Linked DNA regions of Cyprinus carpio: region 2 is linked to region 1. A link is a contact called in public Hi-C data. All regions are on one chromosome and are shown on one strand. Each heading gives the region's core, a stretch centred on a gene start, on an enhancer-like site or on the middle of the called end of the contact. The rest is flanking DNA. Distances are from core to core; before and after follow the strand shown.

The links. Hi-C and Micro-C count contacts between places; a contact is called where the count stands out from the background.
Region 2: a Hi-C map of liver shows a contact between it and region 1, with 5 times the contacts expected there. The contact joins the promoter of LOC109087179 here to the enhancer-like site in region 1.

What each region holds. Positions count from the first base shown.
Region 1 is chrA3:13,017,502-13,020,520 of ASM1834038v1, forward strand. All of the region lies in intron 2 of LOC109056198 (UBA-like domain-containing protein 1), which reads left to right. Among protein-coding and RNA genes, the nearest start is that of LOC109056198, 3.6 kb to the left of the region's middle. Within about 2 kb of position 1,515, at least 1 of the 8 cell types and tissues checked has an H3K27ac peak or open chromatin away from gene starts, as enhancers often do. A contact at or near this core is called in liver, where this site is marked.
Region 2 is chrA3:13,055,013-13,058,031 of ASM1834038v1, forward strand. LOC109087179 (hemicentin-1-like) reads right to left here and starts at 1,383. Exons shown (of 14, transcript XM_042719035.1): 1 at 1,140-1,383. The coding sequence starts at 1,233.

The DNA of each region.
Region 1 (3,019 bases), core at 265-2,764:
CCAAAAATAATCTCTGTGTTCAACCATAGTTCATGAAATCATCAAGATATTCTTCACAAAATAATATAACTTTGATGAATTTTGAAGCCTAAATAAAAGCGCCAGAACTTAAAAGCTAAATTTAGGGTATAAACGGACTACAGCCCCACGGTCGCTCGACTTCAGCGTCACCACCACCATGCATCCCTCAACTGTTTCAAACTTATTTTTAACGTGTTCAGTGAAAAGGATTTACTCTGTATATGAATTTTAGTCCACGCTATGTGAACCTTTTATATAAACTGGAATAAATACAAAACTCGAATCAAACTAAAACTGAAATGAGACATTAATAATAAATAGTATAGTGAATAAATGAAATAATTATAACTAAAGGACATATGAAAGCACGTATTTCTGTACATTTCGAAATAAGGTGCATTAAAAGTCAATAAATCCTTGATTAACATGACTATTTTAATTTAAAACATGTCTCTACGTACTATTCAATAAAATTCTAGTGCATTTAATCTATTAAATAACAGCAGAGTGAACAAGTTTTTGGATATGGTAAGATTAAACTTATTTTAGTGAATAAAGTACCACGTTTCAGCTTTGTTAGGGTGGGTACACAAAATCTTATTTTATCCTTGCTTCTAGGAAATCCTGATTTGCTTTTTAACAGTTTCAAGTGGCCGTAAACATTTTAATTTACCTGGGCTTTAAGCACTATGCATAGTTAAAGTTTCACTTTCACCGTGACTAAGCCGGTAAATTTGGTGTTTACATGGAATAGTTGTAATAGTTTACCTTACAAACCCAGAGTCTCCGCATCAGTAGGGAAGAGATAAAATGATCATATTCCATCTGAAGACTTGTTGCATTTCGGGGCACACCAAAAAAACATTGTCAACCAACAGTATAAAATGCGGGAAACTATTAATTGGTTATTCTACAATTAATTCTGTTACAAATTATACTACGACTGGAAAATACTGTAAATTGATTAACTGTTTGGCGTAATAATGTGTAATGTCTCCGACGGCGCCATGTAGTCCCATTTAGCAACTTGTTAGCGACCTCTTTTTAAAGAAACGTATCAGTATAAAAAAAAAAAAAACAAGTGAGGTGTAACTGGTGTGTTTTATGTCATAGAATAAAACGTGAAAGTATCTTGTGAACCACAGACCTTATTTTAGGGATTTAACCAAAATCCCATTGAAAAAAACCCATTGACTCTGGGACGATAGAACGGGAAGTGCTAAAATGTTAACTCGCTTCCAGGTTTTTGCCTACAAAGTGACATCATAGTTCCACCACTCTAATGACTGTGTTTATAATTACTAACAACAACTGTAATGATACATTTCCTTCACATACAGGCAGTGCCTAAGCATATACGGTACATTTAAGAACAGAACATGACAGTGAAAAAAAAATCATATCACATTCTGATTAAAATGTTTAGGCCCCTGAGAGTGTGAGAAGACAGCTGATTTTTGCAGTACGAATGATCTGTGTGTGACTTGACCTGTGACTAGAAAGTAGAGACGAGTTACACTTTCAAATGACAGAGAATTGTTTGAGTGAGCTCTTCATAGGAACCTTTACACATGCAGCTTTCAGTTTCGAGGTTCAGTTGTCATAGCTCATAGCAGTAAGGATGTCCCGGGGTGAGGGATTTTTGGTGCAGTTGATGGAACTTAATTGCTGTTATTCACAAGCTGGTCCTTGATCCACTGCTAGAATATAATGATATACTTGTGGTTTACAAATCATTTAGAAAATATTTTGTCAGACATGGCTGCTTTTGAATGACTGTCAATGGACAGATGTGCTTTTTGCCGGTGTAGTTATGCCATCTACAGAAACTAAACCAAACCAAGTGAGTTTTTGTGTATGAAAGCCCTCAGAGCTGCTGAGTGAAATAATTCATTATAATGGAATGAATGATCAACTGAATGTACATTATCCTACTTGATACATAACTATTTACCAAATACATGGTCTTGAAATATTGTTGTGCTGCTTATTGATATTTTTTTTGGGGGAAAACTGTGATACATTATTTTACCAGGATTCATTGATGTACATAAAGTTAAAAAGAACAGCATTTATTTAAAATTGAAATCTTTTGTAACATTATAAATGTTTTACTGTCACTTTTGATCAATTTAACACATCCTTGCTGAATAAATGTAATAATGTATACTGTTTAGCATTCATTACGAAAAAGTATTGGACTACAGTATTGCGATTGACCAACCGTATATAAAATATGGGTCTTACATTCTTTAAATTCTAATTTTTTTTCAACAACAGGAGCGCAACATGTCACAAAAGACAACACTGGTGTTGTTTTTCACTGATTATCTTCTTAAAGCTGGCCTCTGAAAGACTAAACGTTGCTTAGTAACATTTGTGTCAGTGAATCAGGTCTGGTGTTTACTCAGGAGAGGCGGCCAATCATTATTGTATCATGTCCTGCTTGTCCAAAGGTCTACAACCTCAGTCACTCACTAATACATTTCAGCAACTTCCTCAATTCCTTGTTTCAGAAAATAACTATTTTGCTGGAATTCTACAGATTCTCCATTCAAGGGGTCATGAATTGAGAAATCAAATTTTCCTTGATGTTTTGACATGTAAGAGGTCATTGTACTATAGTAATATTTGAGTTTCAGAGCTCAGAACGTCCTTGTTAGTCCCAAAACAGCTTTTATTGAAACCAAGCTCAGAAAACGATTCATTTCAGATTTTGTCACATAATGATGTAATAGTGCAACGAAAGCCCACCTCTGCAGAGTCAGATCAACGTCTGCTTCTGCATCATCACGTCTTTGTCACAGTTTCGGCATAGGCTTTGCAAACAGACTTTTACTGTTATATGTGGACCTGATAGTAATACCACAACATGTAGGTAACCGTGTTCATTCTAATGGCTAATCTTATTTTATATACAGAAAGCGATCAAAGAACACTCCCTTTATAATCTCTGCAGATGCCATTCACACAGTGCGAGTTTATATTCAGTGAGGCA
Region 2 (3,019 bases), core at 133-2,632, 37 kb after region 1:
AAGCTAATTGTAGTACAAACCAAAAACAGAGGTAAACTAGTTGTGAACTCAAAGTTTGCTATTGTTATACTGAAAGTATACTTAAAAGTATACATTTATATACTAGAAAGTGGGCCAATTTAGTCCCAAGGAGTATTGAAACAGTACACTTACAAGTATACTACTAGAACAGTGATATTTGTATACTTGCTACATAAAGTATACTTGTACTTTACTTAAGTAGGCTATACTTAATAAAATAAACTTGAAGTAGGCCTATACTACTTGACTTTACCTCACCCATTACGAGACACCTTTTTGATATTACATTAGAGAGATTGGATTTTAAACGTTATGGGTTTCTATTAGGTAGCCTAATGTAAATGTGTCTAATGTGAGCCTACACTTTTGATTCAGTACCTCTAAGCGCTTTTTAAAACATGCAGCTTACCTTTCACGTTTGTTTAAAGTTTTAAAGAGATTTTACAACGTGTGGGGAGGAAAAAACCCACAGCGATATGAAGAAAACTGAATGAAAATGCTCTTGCGACCTCTTCTGGAAGGCTTTTTGCAGGAGCTCTTCTTCAGATACTGGAATGGGTCAACGCAGATAAATGACTCTACTCGAGGTGTAGAGTAAAATCAAACGTGTGCGGTCTTAAAAGTGCATACACTTATATGGTTTTACTTTTTTAAGACTTAAAAGTAGCCACAAAACCGACAAGCGCAAGCTCGTGTTTTCACCAGACGCGTTCGACTGAGGAAGTAACCATGGCAACAGAATGTTCGTGCTTTTCCGTTAAACATCGACTAACATTTCTAAAAAGTTATTTTTTTTTAAAAAAACTGACTCCTCTCAAAGTCATATCGCCTACGCACCCTTACCTGAACGAGCAAATCAGAATAGGCGGCACTTAAGTATCAAGTTTCTGCACGGGAAGACACGACCTCTTGTTAACTGTTAAAGACTGTTTCATGATGAGACAATTTATCAGACATGTAGCATTAAAATAGTATGGCACCAGTGCCAATGAATAATGCCGTATACTCTTGGGTTGAACCGGTGACATAGCCTACAAGAAAATACGACGAAAGCAAGTGGCGCATTTATTCTCGTCATTAAAGTACAAACGAAATATTTTAAAACCGCTCACACTTACCTGCAACTGATGAGAAGTACAGGAAACAAAATCCGAGGAGTCGCAGATAGAAAATCCGAAAAGATGGGGTGAGAGAAAGCGAGCCCTCTTGCATTTTAAAACAATGTTTAACTCTAATCCCGAGCTTTAGAAAAGAGATACTCTTCTTCTCCCTCGTGAGATCTGCGTTACACTTCACCCAGTGAAAGACTAAGTGAGAGTGACCACGTGGTTGGTCAGCAGTACTGCCCTTCTCTTGGGTAGAAATGAGAGAGTTTACTGGAATGTCCCCTCTCCTTCACATCTGCTTAGAGACTTGAAGTCTGTAAACACACATACACATTAATAGTGACACTGACACTGACATACTGGAAATTACCGAGAGTACCCAGTCTTTCTTTCTTTTTCTTTCTTTCTTTTTGTACTATATTAAAAAGGGATACTGGAGCTAGAGGATAGAATTGTTGTATGTTGAGTAAGTCACAAATAACCTGCTTGTTTTCTCTAGCAGTGTTGGCATCTGATTCAAAACTCTGTTAAATTAGTATAGTATTCGTTAATTTTATTATCGAATAATCTTTTTGGTATACCGCTTAAAGTGAACACAATAAAACCACACTGACATACATTCATGCATTCTTATGATGTGACAACATGTCCCACCCAGACATAAACATAAGTGCATAAACACGAATCACTGGCTGGTCTTTTCTGTTTAGAAAACAGGGTTGAGCGATCCATTGTGTGACAATGTAGAACTTGCAGAATTTTTTTCATTCAAGTTTTAATAAATGTTGAGATGTCCATAACATGTTTGCACATGGATTCCACTGAACATGAAATGTTCCTCAAATCAGTGTTGGCCAGACACAGTTGCTGCAGTGTTTCCAGATCTATTGTTTTTTTTTTTTTTTTTTTTTTTTTTTTAATAAATAAACAAATCAATAAAGGCACACAGTTATCAAACATGTTTACATAGGTTCTGGATCATTTCTATTCATACATGATAAAAAAATAAAATTGTGTCCCACAAGAACCCAGAAAGGGAAGAAGTTTGTTTAATCCTGAAATGAAGTCAGGAAGCACAATGGTATCTGAGATTGTGTGAGTATTTGGAGTATTGAGTTCTCACTGAAGAACAGAGTGCCTTGTGTCTTCTCAGCGAACTGAGGCACCCATAGCCTTACAAGCTTTAATACCTAAGAAGTCATCTCAAATGTAGGCTTAATGTTATTAACATCAATATGACATTTTTCTTTAGGTTAAAGCGTGTCGGTGGAGGGAAAACTCATACTTCTATTTTAACAAACAGCATAAGAAATCTGATGAGACTTGTAGTCTAACTTTGATTATTTCTTTGATGTCACGGAGAGGAGGGCATTATAGTCTGAGGGGGGGGAGAATGGAATGTGTTGAGACAGCAGGATAGATAACACAGATCAAGAGAAAATTCCTCCCAGTTTCTAATTAAGCAACAGGATACGAGCAACACATATACATACCAAAAGGATGCAGGATTATGAGTGTGATTATGCTTTTAAACAACACTCCAATACACAAAGGAGTGACTTACATCTAGATACAATACTGACAGTTACTTCTCGCTCCAAATTAGTTCCAAACAATGTCAAAATAGAATCAACCGTTGCGTTTCTTAGCAATATGCACTAGTTGTGTTTTGTTTCTTAATAAATCTGTATTTTGAACAAATTGGACTCCAGGACTCACTCACTCATAAAAACAATGGAATCTCTAGAAAGAGTCACTGAAAAATTCCTGCCACTACTACACAAGCACAGATAAACAGCGATAATCCAGTTATGTTGGATTACATTTGGAGACTGGTATTAACTGTTATAAAGTGTTAATAGACGATCCAGCATAGCAAAAAACTAAGCTGA